Linked DNA regions of Mus musculus: all the other regions are linked to region 1. A link is a contact called in public HiChIP or PLAC-seq and capture Hi-C data. All regions are on one chromosome and are shown on one strand. Each heading gives the region's core, a stretch centred on a gene start, on an enhancer-like site or on the middle of the called end of the contact. The rest is flanking DNA. Distances are from core to core; before and after follow the strand shown. Region 1 holds the start of Rgs20 (regulator of G-protein signaling 20). Region 2 holds the start of Npbwr1 (neuropeptides B/W receptor 1). Region 3 holds the start of Oprk1 (opioid receptor, kappa 1).

Region 1 (4,950 bases), core at 1,752-4,251:
CGTTGTCTCAACAGCAACAACAACAAAACAAACAATAAACAAAATTTTAAAACAATGAAAAATATTTGGAGACATTTCTTTTAGCAACCCTACCTCCTCCTCCTCCTCCTCCTCCTTCTCCTTCTCCTCCTCCACCACCACCTCCTCCATCTCCTCCTCTTCTTATTTGAGACATGTTCTTAGATTCCTATGCAGCTTATGCTGACCTCAAATTCATGAAGTCAAAGATGGCCTTACCTCCATATGTGATTCCTGTCATATGGGTACCACCTCGTCAGTGTGAGATTATGGGCAGCATTGCTGTACTGAACCTAGGGCTTCCAGCATGCTATGAAAACATTTTCTCAAATGAGCTACATTCCCAGCCTTACCTTGCATCTTGATTCTCTCACTAAGGCAAGAATTGTTAAACTTTAAAGTTTTGAGTGGTGGTGGTGGTGGTGGTAGTGGTGGTGGTGGTGGTGGTGGTGTGGACAAAGTGCTTTCTACATAGCCCCAGTTGTCCTAGACCTTCCTATGTAAACCAGGATGGCCTTGAACTCACAGAGCTCTGCCTGTCCAGGTGCTGGGATTAAAGGCATGCACCATCACTCCCAGCCAAAGATTATTTTTAAAGACTCGTTTTGACAAAAGTAGATAAACTGGGAAATTAAAGCGGCATCCCCACAGTTGGGGGTTGTTAGTGGGAAGGCTGTTTCTAGGACCCTGTGCTCCTGACTACTACACTAAACATGCCCAAGAATGTCATCTTTTTAACTTTCCAAGAAAAAAAAAAGAGCATGTTTACTTTTATCCTCTTTCATACATAAGTCTCCTAGGAATACATTTCAGGAAGCAGAACTCTGAAAATAAGAGGTACATATGGAGTTCAGAAAAGACGCCTGAAGGCTTACAAAACCGAACAAACTCCCCCACTATGCTGAGGTGAAGTTGGCTACTTCCTACCCGGCTCCCAGTGTAAGGTGGGTCTGGATTCTTTCTGGCTGGCCAGCTGCCTAAGAACTACCCAAGTCTCACTTAACAGCTACCCCAGTGGGACCTGGTAACTATTCCGACCTCAGTGGTCTATTGGAGGACAGGGTAAGGAGAATTCTGATGAGGGAAGGGAAGAGGGAAAAAAATGAAAAATTGAATAGATGACTGGTGCCCACCACGTTTAATGTGCATACAGATTATATGGGGTGTAAATGTGCAGGTTTTGATGAACTAGGCTAGGAAAGGGACATAAATTTTGCATTCTTATGGAGCAGCTGGATACTGAATATTGGCAACAGCAGCTGGTTCAGAGACCACAGCGTTAGGCAACGTAGTTTAAATGAGGGAAGAAACTAAGCTAGTGCTTTCTCTTTTTACTTCCACTGACCTTCTCTTGTATCCCCAAAGCAATTCTCAAAATGCTTCCACAAGGTCGCAAATAGGTGACTGTGGACAAGATCGTACTGATGTGCTGGTTTTGTTTCTCGCCTTTCTTACACACCCTTCCCGCCTTCCGCCCTGCACAGCTCCCAGACTCCACCGGGTCGACTCATTTCGCCACCTTTCTAGCCTGCTCTCCAGCTGTTCTTGTGTCTTCTGCGGCGACCCCCTCCCGTGGCTTGCCTGGGCGCAGGGACTTTCCCTCTCAGCCAAGCTCCTGGCCTACTGCCTGGCTCTCTCCAGAGCCCCACCGCCTCCTGTTCCTACTTGTGGCCTCAATGGCACTGCCAGGACGACGTCCGAGGGGTCGTCTACTGAAGCTGGCAAGTCCGAATTCGGAGCCCAGAGGAGAGGACGCCTGTACTGAAAAGAGTTCACCCGAGTCCGTGAGTACTGGGAACTCCACTAAACCCACCCTCGGCTTCTGGAGGCCCCAGCCTTTCCCACTCGCTCTAATCCTGATTGACCCAGCCCACCCGGGCTGGCCTGGATACTGAAAGATTGGCACAGCGCTGGGCACACTGGAGGAAAGGGCACCTGAGGCTCCCGGACACTCCCACCTCCACCGAGGCATTAGAGCTACTTTCTCCCAAGCGATCTGTTCTGTTTCTACCATCCTAGGAAGCAAGAGGAAGCCCTCTGACGCCTCCGAAGATCTTTTCCAACTGTAGTTGCAGCTTCCCCTCGAGCCTCCCCAAGCATCCCCGCACTTTGTAACCGCTCGCAGCCGCGTTCATGCCCCCACTCCTCTTCCCAGGAAGAGGGAGGAAATGACGTGATGTTATTTTTGTGTCAGGTCACTTTGCTGCTTGAGTTTAGCCCTCCGAGCTCAGGCGCACTGCCCCAGGGGTTCACTTCAAGGGTTACTTCGCTAGCTGCGGCGACCCGGGCGAGGGGCATCCTCAGAGGTAGGCGCCAGGTTCTGCAAATGCCCGGGGCTTCCCCTCCCACCGCCTGAGTCGCAAAAGAAAGGGAGACTGCCGAGGGACTGAGAGAGACCGGAGTCCCGGCTTAGGCTTTCTTACATACACTCCACCCTGCCATCCCAATCGCCAGGTGGGGCCATCCGACTCTGGCTGGCTGGCCGGAACTGAGTAGGACCACTGTTTAGAGTGGGAGAACAGATCTCTTAGAAAGGCTATACAAAGAGAGTTGGGGGCGGATGTTAGTGGCGCTGAGGTCAAAGGGTTCAGTGGGGATTGTCCAGCAGGGGCGGGCAGTTCACAGGCGCGAGACCCGGGGTACAAAGCACCAGCTCCTCTCGCGACCTTTCCCCGTACCCCCAAGCATCTCTTCATTCACAAGGCCCCAGTACTCATTCACAAACTCTGGATCGCCCCCACCCCACGGCGTCCCCCGCAAGCTAAGGCCAGGGGATAAAGAGAAAGGGCCTTACAGGCACCCTCAAAGCTCGCTCCCGCCGCACCCATTATTTCGTTGCGATTATAAGAGAGGAGCCAGGACCGGGGCTCCGCTCGCCCGATTTGGGACTAGGGAGTACCCCCAGCCTCCGAGTGCTGCGTGCTGCCGCCAGAAGGAGGCGAGCCAGGGGATTGCCCTGCCCCAGGAAAGCGAGCGAGCGCCGGGGCGGAGAGGAGTCAGAGAAGGGAAAGGAGGAGGAAGAGAGAAGAGCTCCGGAGCTTAGACCCAGAAACGCAGGAAAGGGCGGGTGGCAGAGAGCCAGCGCGGGCGGAGTAGGAACCGCTCTGACTAGTGTAAGAAAACTAAGGCACACTCTGGACGCATGCGCACGGCCAACGGAGGCCCGAGGGCCAGAGCTTCCCCTTCGGCTAGCCCAGCGGACCCTGGCCTGGTAAGTACCTGGCGTCCTCCTCGTCTTCCTCTCTGACTCCCTGCCCCCCCCCCCCCCCGAAGCCCTGGACCTGGCAGTAGAAGGAGCTCGAGGAACCTGGGACGCCAGTCTCTCCTTGCCCGGTGGTGCAATCCCTGGCTGGTCATCGCCCTTAGGGTTAGTCAGTTGAGGCGAGTGGGTTGTGAGTTCGGAACATCTCATTGTCTGAGGGAAGGCTCCGAACCATTGTGATCGGTTATTATCAGACCCACCAAGCAGGTGGTCCGGACTCTGAGACTCAGCGAGGGACGAAAAATGCCATTAAGGTCTAAAGTGCACATCAGACATGCCAAGCATTTGGGAGAGCCCAAGCGAGTGGAAGAGTCTCGGCTCTCTCTCAGTTGGGGGAAGGATGCGCCTCGGTCTGAGGACCCGGGGCGGGCAATTTGAGCGCAGGTTGAGGAGGTGACACTCCCGGAACGCACTACCTCCCTTTCAGAGAAGCGCATCACAGGCCGGCTGGCGGAGCTGAGCTTCAAGTAGGCGCTCAGACCGCGCCCGGAGCGCTGCGGGCAGCAACACCAGACAACTGAGTAGACCGAACAGTCACTTAAGGGAGAGAGGGTGGGGATTGTCCTTATCGGGCCTGGGAGCTAGATTTCCCACACTCGGGGGGCTCGGGAGGTTGGAACCCGAGGACGTGCCGAGGCTGCAGCGACTGAAGGTTCGGGTAGGAAGCAGAGAGGCTGCGCGGAGGTGAGCGATGGGGAGTCGGGTCTTTGTATGATGGTGCCCTCAGACTTGGGGAAACTGGGCTGGCAAGGAGCCTAAAGGGAGACAGCTCCCTGGGACAAGGGTGTGCTCTTTCGGAGATCTGTGGCTAACCCCACCTACTGCTTCAGGGGAGTGGGTAAGGGAGAGGCCTCGGAAGCGGCACACGCGGGGGTGGGGTGGGTGTTTGGGGAGACGTTTCAATGCGCTGAAGGATTTCCACACTTAGGGAGTGGGCGACCGAAGGTGGGCGTTGGGGAGGGTACAGGCGCTGCGACCGCGCAGGTCTGAAGGTGTGAAGGTGGAGCGCGGGAGAGGTGGGCTCTCTGGGGCTGGGCTGGGTCAGGATCTTCCTCGAGTCCATAAGCAGCAAGCAAAACCTGGGCAAGAAGAGCTAGCTAGCCACACTCACACAACTGCTGATGGACGTGGGGCTAAAGCGGGCAAGGGGGTTCTGGCCATAGCAACTGCTGCCTCTGCGCCCTCAGGTGGAGAACAGAGCCACAGCGTGAAGAAAGTGGTGGTGCAGGAGGGTTTCTGTCCTGAGAGTGCTGGAAAGGAAATCCTCTCCAGAGACTGTGTTCTAGGCCACCCTCTTGTGGGTTTCCAAGACTTCACAGCCAGATAGCTGGCTGAATGGCCTTGGCGCCCACTCGCCACTGCAGGTTAATACAGCACAATTTCTGGGCTCGTGCTATGTAAAAACTAGTCAAATCGTTGAACAGACAGACGGCTCATGGGTTAAACGAATGTACTCTCAACAACCTGTAGCCTTAGTTCTAGGGGATCCAGTCTCCTCTTCTTGCTTCAGCAGGCACTTGGCATACTTGTAGTGTTCCCACATATATGCAGGCACTCATGCATAGATATAAAATTTGTAAATAAAAAATCTGTTCCTACTGTTATTATATTGATGCAACATGGGCCTAGTGGAGTTCAAAATCTAAAGACATTATGAACATATAAGTATG
Region 2 (4,950 bases), core at 738-3,237, 900 kb before region 1:
TGGAGATGTCATGAGGTGCCTAAATAAAGCATCCACATCTGTGTTCTAGTGTCTTTGGTACAAGAAGGTACTCTGAATGCTACCAAAAGAGAAATATAAAGGTCAAACCACAAAACCTTTGATCTACAATGGTGTAATGTTTGTGAGCAATGCTAGGGCAACAGTGGCACAAAGGTTGTGGTGGTAATAAACTAATAACTGATTTACTTAAGGCCCATTCTAAGAGATGCAACCCATACCTAACCCTGCTTGGTTGACCAAGAATCAGACACTAGATAGTTCAGGGGCGTGAGGTAAAACCAAATAATACTTGTCTGAAATATGTAGCAATAAAAATGACTCAATGATAATCTGCTATATAGAATTTTGCTCCTGCTACAGGGAGGGAGGGGGAATGAGGGAGAGGGAGAGAAAGAGAGAAAGAGAGAGGGTGAGGGAGCACTTAGGTCTAAGTGGGATGCCTCCTCCATTCAGAACTCAGGAAAACAGGCAGAAGGAGTCTTTATATACCTTAGTTATATGCACACAGACTGTGCAGGTTTGTACCATGTCCTCATCAAATATATTCTAGCTTCTAGATTAGTGTTTTTGTGCGATTTCTGGGTGTGCAAATGAGAGAGTCTCTAAATCCTTCTCTTGGATTTGTTTCCTTCTATTGATTCATCCTGTCCAACTTTAATGTGACAGTTTTTGCTTTATATTTTGTTTTGTTATATTTTCTAAAATGAATATGAATGCACTAATGAAAACCCAGTCACTAGAGGAAGGGTTAACAACTAAATTGTCAATTATACCTGCTGTAAAAGGGGGAATTAGTTTTCTCCAATACAGTGATATTGGATTTATCAACTCTTCCAGGGCAGGACTCATGTTCAAGAATAGTTGATCAACATTTAATGATCTCCACAGTTTTGCTTTTGTATGTTTATGGTTTTATTTGATTACAGTTTAGTGGGTTTTTTTCTCTCTCTGTTTAGGTGTTTCTTTATTTTATTTTCTTGGATTTGGGAGTTTTTGTTGTGTTTGGTTTTGTTCTTGTTTGTTTTGAGAAAGAGCTTAAAGTTGGGTGGGTAGAGAGAGGATCTAGACGACTTGGGGTAGGGGAAGACTACGATCAAAATAAATTTAATTTTAACATTGATTTAAATAATGATACATATAATAAAGAAATAAAACATGTTATGGGAACCTCATCTCCAACTGTTCTTCAAAAACAGGATATTATTTTTTTTAACTTTGTCATTCTTAGTTTTAGTTTCTGACAGGTGAGCTTTTTATAATTCCAGATGAACTGAATTAAAACAGCAGGAAGGCAGCAAAGAAGTCTTTTGAGGAAGGGGGCGCTGTTTTCTGTTAGATCAGAGGATTTTTCTAGGAGTGGAGTGGGAAAGGGTGACAGGTTGACTGAGCCGCGCTTCCTGTACTTCAGGTTCTTGGGAGAACTCCTGGAGAGTCCAGCAGTAGTCTCTGGGCAGACAACAGGAGACAGACTAGGCTGGCAGGCATCTCATTGCTGCTGCAGCGTCCTCCAGCAGACAGTGGGTTCCTCCCTGACCTCCCCAGGAAACTCAGATCTTTGCTGGGACTCGCCAGGTAAGATAAAGATTGCTGTTGCAAGTCCTATTATCTAGCGTGCTCGGAAACACACCTCTGCTGAATTCGCCGGTGTGACCTCAGTGTGAATTCCTTAAGCTCTAAAACAGGGGATTGGGTGCATTTACGGTTTCCTAGGAGTCAAGTGGCTTCTGCATAGCACTTTGATGTATTCAGTGGACTGGAATCTGATTTCCACAGGTGGAGAGAAGAGCTTGGGACACTGTAGCTACTTTCTATGGACCTCATTTCTCCTTAAAGCTATACCTCCAGAAATGTAAGCTGTGTTTTCAATTCTGTCTCCAGCCTTGGAGTCCCGGCGTCAGCGAGCTTAGTAGCAGCGGGGAACGCCCCCTCCGGTGCGCATCCAGAGAAAAGCTGTGACACTCAGGCAGTGCCTGGGTGCAGATCCCTGTAAACGTGGGCGCATAAACCTCGAGTTTCGCGGGGCTGCTGAGTGGAATCCTGGTGGTCGCCTGCTCTCCAGCCCTCTCCAAGATGCATAACTTAACGCTTTTCGAGTCTGGAGGGGACAACGTGTCTTGCGGCGGCTCATCTTTGGGCTGTCCCAACGGGTCCAGCCTGGCTCCTCTGCCGCTGCCGCAGCCACTGGCGGTAGCAGTGCCTGTCGTCTACGGGGTAATTTGCGCCGTGGGACTGGCTGGCAACTCTGCGGTGCTGTACGTACTGCTGCGCACGCCGCGCATGAAGACTGTCACCAACGTGTTCATCCTCAACCTGGCTATCGCCGATGAGCTCTTCACCCTCGTGCTGCCCATCAACATCGCGGACTTCCTGCTGAGGCGCTGGCCCTTCGGGGAGGTCATGTGCAAGCTCATTGTAGCCGTCGACCAGTACAACACTTTCTCTAGCCTCTACTTCCTCGCCGTCATGAGCGCCGACCGATACCTGGTGGTTCTGGCCACAGCAGAGTCGCGCCGGGTGTCCGGGCGCACTTACGGTGCAGCGCGTGCTGTCAGTCTGGCGGTGTGGGCGCTGGTGACGCTGGTCGTGCTGCCCTTTGCGGTATTCGCTCGGCTGGACGAGGAGCAGGGTCGGCGCCAGTGCGTGCTGGTCTTCCCGCAGCCCGAGGCCTTCTGGTGGCGTGCCAGCCGTCTCTACACACTAGTATTGGGCTTTGCCATCCCGGTGACCACCATCTGTGCTCTCTATACCACTCTGCTCTGCCGACTGCGTGCTATCCAGCTAGATAGCCACGCCAAGGCCCTGGATCGTGCCAAGAAGCGCGTGACCTTGTTGGTGGCGGCGATTCTGGCTGTGTGCCTCCTCTGCTGGACGCCTTATCACCTGAGTACCATAGTGGCCCTCACCACCGACCTCCCGCAAACGCCGCTGGTCATCGGCATCTCTTACTTCATCACCAGCCTGAGCTATGCTAACAGCTGCCTCAACCCTTTCCTCTATGCCTTCCTGGACGACAGCTTCCGCAGAAGCCTCCGGCAATTGGTGTCATGCCGTTCAGCCTGATGCCCTTTCCACCTCTTTCCACCGCAGGCAGCACTGCCAGCTGGGTTCAGGAGAATTCCGGGACTGTGGTTCCCAAGTGCAGCCCGAAATCCTGAGGCCCATTCCAGGCATTCAGTACCACAGGCCCTACCCAGGACTGATACCACAGGCCCTAACCAGGACTGATCCGGGATTTGCCCGGCCTTGAGGTGAGGCTGGTGTGTAGCATGCCTGAGGACAGCTTGGGCCAGGGCACCTTACTATTTTGTCCCCACAGCTGAGGGCAGGGCTTGACACCTGAACGTAGGGTAAATGGTGGGGCAGTGTTGTTGGAACGTGATTTTAATTCTCTCTCTATTTCACTGTGAGTAGGCTCCTAGGATGTCCCAGGCATCTCTTCCTCAGCGTTAAGTCTGTGTATTTTGTTTCTTTGCTTTCCACCACGGATGACCTCCCTGGTAAACAGCCTGGCCTGATGCTTCTTAGGAACACTCTAACTGCCTGGCCACGCCTCACTGGAGATGTGTGTGTGTGTGTGTGTGTGTGTGTGTGTGTGTTAGAGTGGAGGTGTGGTGGTGTGGAGGTGTGGTGGTGTGGTGGTGTGGTGGTGTGGTGGTATGGTGGTGTGGTGGTGTGGTGGTGGTGGTGAAGGGGGCTAGAACCTAGCTGTGACTGACAAGAATAGAGATAATCACCTGCTCAGTATGCCCCACCTTTCTTCGTTTTACCGAAGCCGATCTATATGGCCCTAAAAAGACTTTAACCGAGGCTGCAAAAGCCAAGAGTACAGAGAAATCACCGGAGAGTGAGGTTCCAGCTCCCTCTAGAGGAGTCAGGTGTACAGAACGTTTCTGAGCTGCTTTTGCACAGGGTGGTGCACCAGCCAACAGCTCTTTAAATCTTTGGTCCTTTGTAGCTTCTGTAAAGTAGTCCAAAATTTCCTTCCTGCCTCATAGCCTTCACAGGCTTCCCATACAACTTAGACCATTTCCTTGTAACTATGTACAGTTTTTCTGGACCAAGAACTTTGTAAATAATACATATATCTTACTCTCACAGTCTTCTTAACTTAGAGGAATATGAGAAATAAAAGATGAGACCTGTTCCAACTATGGTTCCCCTTCCCTGAGTATTCTTCCAGGACCTCCCTTCAGTGAGATCCAGGTACGGGAACCGCCTTGCATCCCTAGCTTTTTCTTGTCTGGACACTTACCTAACCACAAGGAACATCTAAATTTTGTCCAATTCTAAAGTCCCGGGGAACATCTGCTTCTGATTACCCACAGGGAACAGTCAACACCTACTTTCCTCTCTTTAGTCTCTACTTATGGAAGACAAGCTCCAGGCCTCCTCCTCGAGGCCTGGAGTAACCAGACTCATCAGTGATAGCGTCTTTTAAACGATATGTTTAGGATGATCCCCAGGAAGAAATGATATGATTTTCAAGTATCATTTTTCCTATGGGAAAGTTTGGTTATATGTGGAACCAAGACTCTTGCCAGCAGACTTTGTTTACAAAGTTTGGCATGAAAGTCAATTATTTCTCAGTTATTTGTATTCAATGTTCCCTTCAAAAATATGCAGAAGGGAAATACTCTCTCTTGCAAGAGGAAGGCTAAATTTCCCTCTGATTTTGGTGTATGAGAATTGATTGGTTCCTACGGTGTCAGAGTTGTGGGAAGATTGGGGTAATTTTCAAGTACAAACTGAGAAAACTAATTTAGAGGCTGTGTGTCTTGGGTGCAAATAACAGTAAATTGTCTAAAAGTTGTCCATCAGTCATGCACTTGAACCATGGTCATCATGGCCTCAGAACGGGCCTCTGCTGTGGCCTTCAGAAGTGTCTGGAATGTGTTCATAAGCTTCAGACTTCTGGGAAGCACTCCACAG
Region 3 (4,950 bases), core at 884-3,383, 570 kb before region 1:
TTTATTTTGCGTTCACTAAGTTGTCTAAACAGGCTCACATTTCTTCTGCTTCCATCTGCGAACTAGCTGGGATTACAATCCTATTATACCACCACCCAGCTAGTTGACTGATATCCTATCCACCAACCTCTTTATATTTCTATCGATTTTAGTTTATGTCCTAAAATGGCTGTGCAGACTTCACACTTCATTGGGATCACATACTCCACTGAAAGAAAATAATCTTAGTTAATCCGCATAAGCAGCTACCATGAAACTAACTCTCTTTTAAGACATTCTCAAACATGTACAAAATACATGGAGAGAGAACGATAGGCTTTTAATTTCTGAGGTTGCTTTTGCTATGCTTGAGTAAAAGGAAATGTTAATATTATTCCAAGACAGGATGCAGAAAGGTGAGACCATATTGCTTCATTCAAAGCCCAGCATAAAGTTGCAGCAGCCCCAGCCTTCTTTATGCTCTTCTGCAATGATTTGTAATATATAAAAAGATGCTAAATTGATACCTATGAGACTTTGAAAGACAAGGACAGAACATCTAGTGCAGAGATTATGGGGACTTTGAGGAGGGGATGAAAGATTTGACATGGAAGGAGCAATGTTATTGCAGAATGTCCAGTTGGGGTACCACATGCCTTCTGAGACAGCCACACCATCTAGTTTGAGTGCTTGCTTAGCATACTCATTGAGCTTAATCCTGGGCACTTCAAAGTCATGCTAGTGGATATTCACAACACTAAATAGCCTAGTTGGTTTTCGTTTCATAAGCTGCACCATCAGTCTAACAAGTCACACACACACACACACACACACACACACACACACACACACACACACACACACACAAATCTGAATTATCTCCCATGCATTTGGTGGGCCCAGAATTTATTTAAAGAAATATTAGACAGGGCAATAAAGTGACTCAATCCAGAGCAGGCAAACAAGCAAGGGCTTACACAGATATTCTAATTTCTTTACCAGGAAACGACCTTGTGATCAGAACCCTGGCATTTTCTTGCGTGTTCTCTTAGCTGAGGTTTGTAGCCTCCCTTTTGATGTGGGCAGGTAGCTCTTAAATCCTAAAAGTACCTTGGATTAGCCCTGTATGAAACCCACAATTCCTGACAAAACACTCTCCCAGGAAATTCTTTTAAGATGTCACCTTGGAGAATCTCTCAGGAACCCTGAATAGAAGAGACCCTGCACTCACTTGGCTGTCTGGTATACACACACACACACACACACACACAAATTGTCTACTGTCAACACACCACCACCACCACCACCACCACCACCACCGAGACCTGTCCCTGAACTCACCGGATGATGACAAACATGACCAGAGAATTGCCCACTAAGCCCACCACAAATACCACAGAGTAGACAGCGGTGATGATAACAGGGATGGCCGGAGAGATGTGCGCGGACTCCAGCTGCTGATCCTCTGAGCCCACACTGCCATTACTGTCGGATTCTGCCCAGTTGGGGAACCAAGAGCTGCTGTTGGGGAGAAGGCAAGCACTGGGAGAGCAGGTAGGGCCTGGATCTCCTCGGAAGATCTGAATGGGGGACTCCATGGTGAGCGCTGCAGCTGGAAAGCGAGAAGGTGGCACTTGCGGGGCTGCAGGAGCAGAGAACAGATTGAACCCAGAGAGACAAACTTTGCCTGTACAGGCAGGGCTGGAGGCGCAGGAGCCCGCAACCCCAGGACTCAGTCTGGCCGCCCATCCCAAGGAAGGAGCAGACAGGTTGAAATCCCCTTCCCACCCCCTACCCCTACCTCCACTGCAGCTATTAAACTGAGAGTATTTGCACCTTTTTGGAGCCCTGAGGTTGCTTCACCCTCGGGCGTTGTGCTGTCCACTCCTGTGGCTGCCTCTACCCTGCCTGTCTGTGCATGCAACCCCAAGAAGCACTAGCCACAGCAATTTCCCCACTGTGCCTCGAAAGCCCCAAGCTCACCTCCAGATCGCTGATTGGCGACCTCCCTTCCCAAGTCACCGTCAGCTTTCCAAGTCACCACTTTAGATCCTGAGTAGCTGTTCAGCCCTGATGGGTCCACGTTCCTGATGCTCAATTTGTGCCTTCCAAGACTGGAAGAAGCTCTGCCTGTTTGGGATCAGCAAGGTGCGCCGGGGACAGGCAAGCTGAGAGCTGCAGGGCTGGTTGCCCCCGCCCTGCTCCCCATCTCAGCCTATCCCCGCCCATCCCCTCCTCTCCAAGCCACGCCCCCTCAGAGCTGACCCAGGCCAGTCTGCCGCTCTGCCAAGGCTCACTAACTCCAACTGCCCAAGCTGCTTGCCGCTTCTCTCTCTGCAGCTTCCTGGCGGGCGGTCTGATGCTTAGCTAAGGTCCAGTAACTGAAAGGGCCCTGTACAGTGACAAGAGTGCATGGGATCATTCCGTGTGTTTGGAATTTCTTTTCTTCAGAGTTCCCAGGACTAGTGTCTTTAAGCAAGGAAGCAAGTGGTAGCACTGAATTTTATTTATTGAAGGATACAAATAAAATGGCCAAATAATCTTGTCAGAATCAAACAGATCATATAGAATTAGTGGGTTAAGATCTATTAATGGAAAGCTACTGTGCATCTTGTCACCCTTTCTGCTCTGTCTAGAATGGCAGGTTGCAAGAACACTGTACTTACAGGTACTAATATTATTGCCTGCTATTACTGCACACATTCTCCTTTCCTAGGCTCTGCTGTTGCAGCAGGAGAGTAATTATTTATGTTAATCTCAGCCATGAAGTTCTTGCCTATACCAAATGCAGATAATTCAAACCTTTGTGAGAAACAGTCTCAACTATGTGTAAAATATTGACAGTCCAGGTGTCCCTGTCAGAATCTGTTGGGTAAAAGAGGCCCTAAGAGAAAGATGCTCTTGGGGATCCAGAGCTGGGTCCCTAAGAAATATTCCAAAAGAAAAAGAAGTGCTGTGGAACTGGAACCACCCAAGGGTGAGACACTCGAATTTTCCCAGGAGTTTCAAGGACTTAGATAAACCAGATCCCCATTGTTTCCCATAATGTACATCATGTCCACAGGTGGGCATTTTAGTGGCAGACTCAAGTCTATTCATGCGATGATGATAGGAGGGGGGCTCCTTGAACTTCTGCTGCTTACTAACTGAAGGAGATTTGGCCATCTGCCTGCACAGTTTACAGATGTACAATTTTTTTTACTCTGCTGCATATAAAGCAAGACGAACATTCTCCTTTGGCAACAGTGTTTTCAACTCCCAGCTCTGAGGACCATTTTCAAGTCTTGCAAATTTTCATTGCAAAGAGTGTGGTTGGTTTTTGTCAATATGACACAAACATAGTCATATCTTGGAAGAAAGGATCTCAACTCAGAAAGTGCTTCTTTATAAATGGCCTGTAGGGACCCAGAAGGAACAACATGGTATGTATGCATTTATTATTGGATATTAGCCATAAAGGATAATCATGCTACAATCCACACATCCAAGGAGGCTAAATGATAAGAAGGACTTACGAAAGGATGCATGGATCTTCCTGGAAAGAGAAAATAGAATAGATTTTGAGGGTGTACTGGGTGAAGGTTGGATGGGAACAGATGGGATCAGGTATGGTGGAGGGAGGAATGGAGGGAGAAAGTTCTGGAAAGATGACTGGAATTGTGAGACATTTTGGGGCAATGTAAAAACTTAATGCAATGGAAACTCCCTGAAATCTACTAGGGTGACCCTAATGAGGACTATGAGTAATGAGGAATACAAAGCCTAAACCAGCCATCTTCTGTAATCAGGTAAGACTTCCAATGGAAGGACTGAACACCAACTCAGCCAAAAACATACAGTTTGTCCTGCATACAAGATGGGGTATGGTGAAGGTCACATAGAAATTGTGGGAGTAGCCAATAAATGACTAGTCCATCTTGAGACCCATGCCACAGAGGGAGTCCACACTTGACACTGCCTGGAGGGCCAGGAACTAGAGGCTGGATAGGCCAGAGACACAAGATAGAGCAAAACATAACTGACAAAAAAAAAGTGAAAGAAATTATTCCTAATGATATTCTGCTATAGACAGGAGCCTAACATAATCATCATCAGAGAGGCTTCATCCAAATTTTAGGCAGAGTTTAGGGAACCTATGGGAAGGGGAGGAAGGATAGTAGGAGCCAGAGGGTTCAAGAATACCATAAGAACAAAGCCTACTGGATCAACTAACTGGGCTCATAGGGACCCACAGAGACTGAAGCAATAATCTCGGAGCCTGTATGGGTCTTAGATCGGACCTCTGCACATATGTTATGGTTGTATATCTTGATGTTTTTAAGGGACTCCTAACAGTGGGACCATGGCTATCTTTGACTCTTTTGTCTGCTTTGGGAGTCCTTTTTCTCCTACTGGGCTACCACATCCAGCCTTGATATTAGGTTATATGTCTAGTCTTTTAGTTACTTTCTATGCCATGCATGGTTGATATCCCTGGAAGGCCTACCATTTTCTGAAAGGAAAGAAGAAGACTGGATCAGGAAGAGAAGGGGGTGGCAGGAAAGGACTGGGAGGAGTAGAGAGAGGAGAAACTTCAGTTGGGAAATAATGGTTGAGAGAGAAAAAAAATGGCCTGTAGGCAAGACTGTGGGGCATTTTCTTGATTAATGATTGATCTGGTCTAGTAGACTGAGGGTTATGTCATTTCTGGATAGGAAGTTCTGGAGTACATAGGAAAACAAACTGAGCAAAACATGAGGAGCAATCCAATAAAGAGTACTCTTCCGGAAGCTGGCGAATTGGCTCAGAGGGTAAGATCACTAACTGCTCTTCCAAAGGTCCTGAGTTCAAGTCCCAGCAACCACATGGTGGCTCACAATCACCTCATAATGAGATCTGATGCCCTCTTCTGGTGGGTCTGAAGACAGCTACAGTGTACTTATTTATAATAATAAATAAATCTTAAAAAAAAAAAAAGAGAGAGAGAGTACT

What was found. HiChIP or PLAC-seq counts read pairs in DNA pulled down with a chosen protein or histone mark. Capture Hi-C pulls out chosen DNA fragments and counts their contacts.
Region 2: an H3K27ac HiChIP or PLAC-seq map of embryonic stem cells shows a contact between it and region 1, with 9 times the contacts expected there. The contact joins the promoter of Npbwr1 here to the promoter of Rgs20 in region 1. A contact is called at or near these places in 12 of 39 promoter capture datasets (the 3T3-L1 cell line, 3T3-L1-derived adipocytes, the HPC-7 cell line and 8 more), 14 of 484 Hi-C or Micro-C datasets (Sertoli cells, cerebellum, cerebral cortex and 5 more), 11 of 115 datasets of contacts at active chromatin or transcription factors (astrocytes, embryonic forebrain, embryonic hindbrain and 4 more) and 1 of 9 other capture datasets (embryonic stem cells).
Region 3: a contact with region 1 is called in a capture Hi-C map of embryonic stem cells, with 4 times the contacts expected there. The contact joins the promoter of Oprk1 here to the promoter of Rgs20 in region 1. A contact is called at or near these places in 2 of 39 promoter capture datasets (cranial neural crest and liver), 1 of 115 datasets of contacts at active chromatin or transcription factors (embryonic stem cells) and 1 of 9 other capture datasets (embryonic stem cells).

Annotation. Positions count from the first base shown.
Region 1 is chr1:5,017,590-5,022,539 of GRCm38.p6, reverse strand. Rgs20 (regulator of G-protein signaling 20) reads left to right here and starts at 3,001. Exons shown (of 5, transcript NM_021374.5): 1 at 3,001-3,229. The coding sequence starts at 3,161.
Region 2 is chr1:5,914,435-5,919,384 of GRCm38.p6, reverse strand. It overlaps Npbwr1 (neuropeptides B/W receptor 1), which reads left to right and starts at 1,987. Exons shown (of 1, transcript NM_010342.1): 1 at 1,987-4,950. The coding sequence starts at 2,092. The coding sequence ends at 3,081.
Region 3 is chr1:5,585,676-5,590,625 of GRCm38.p6, reverse strand. Oprk1 (opioid receptor, kappa 1) reads right to left here and starts at 2,133. Exons shown (of 4, transcript NM_011011.2): 1 at 1,963-2,133; 2 at 1,321-1,591. The coding sequence starts at 1,577.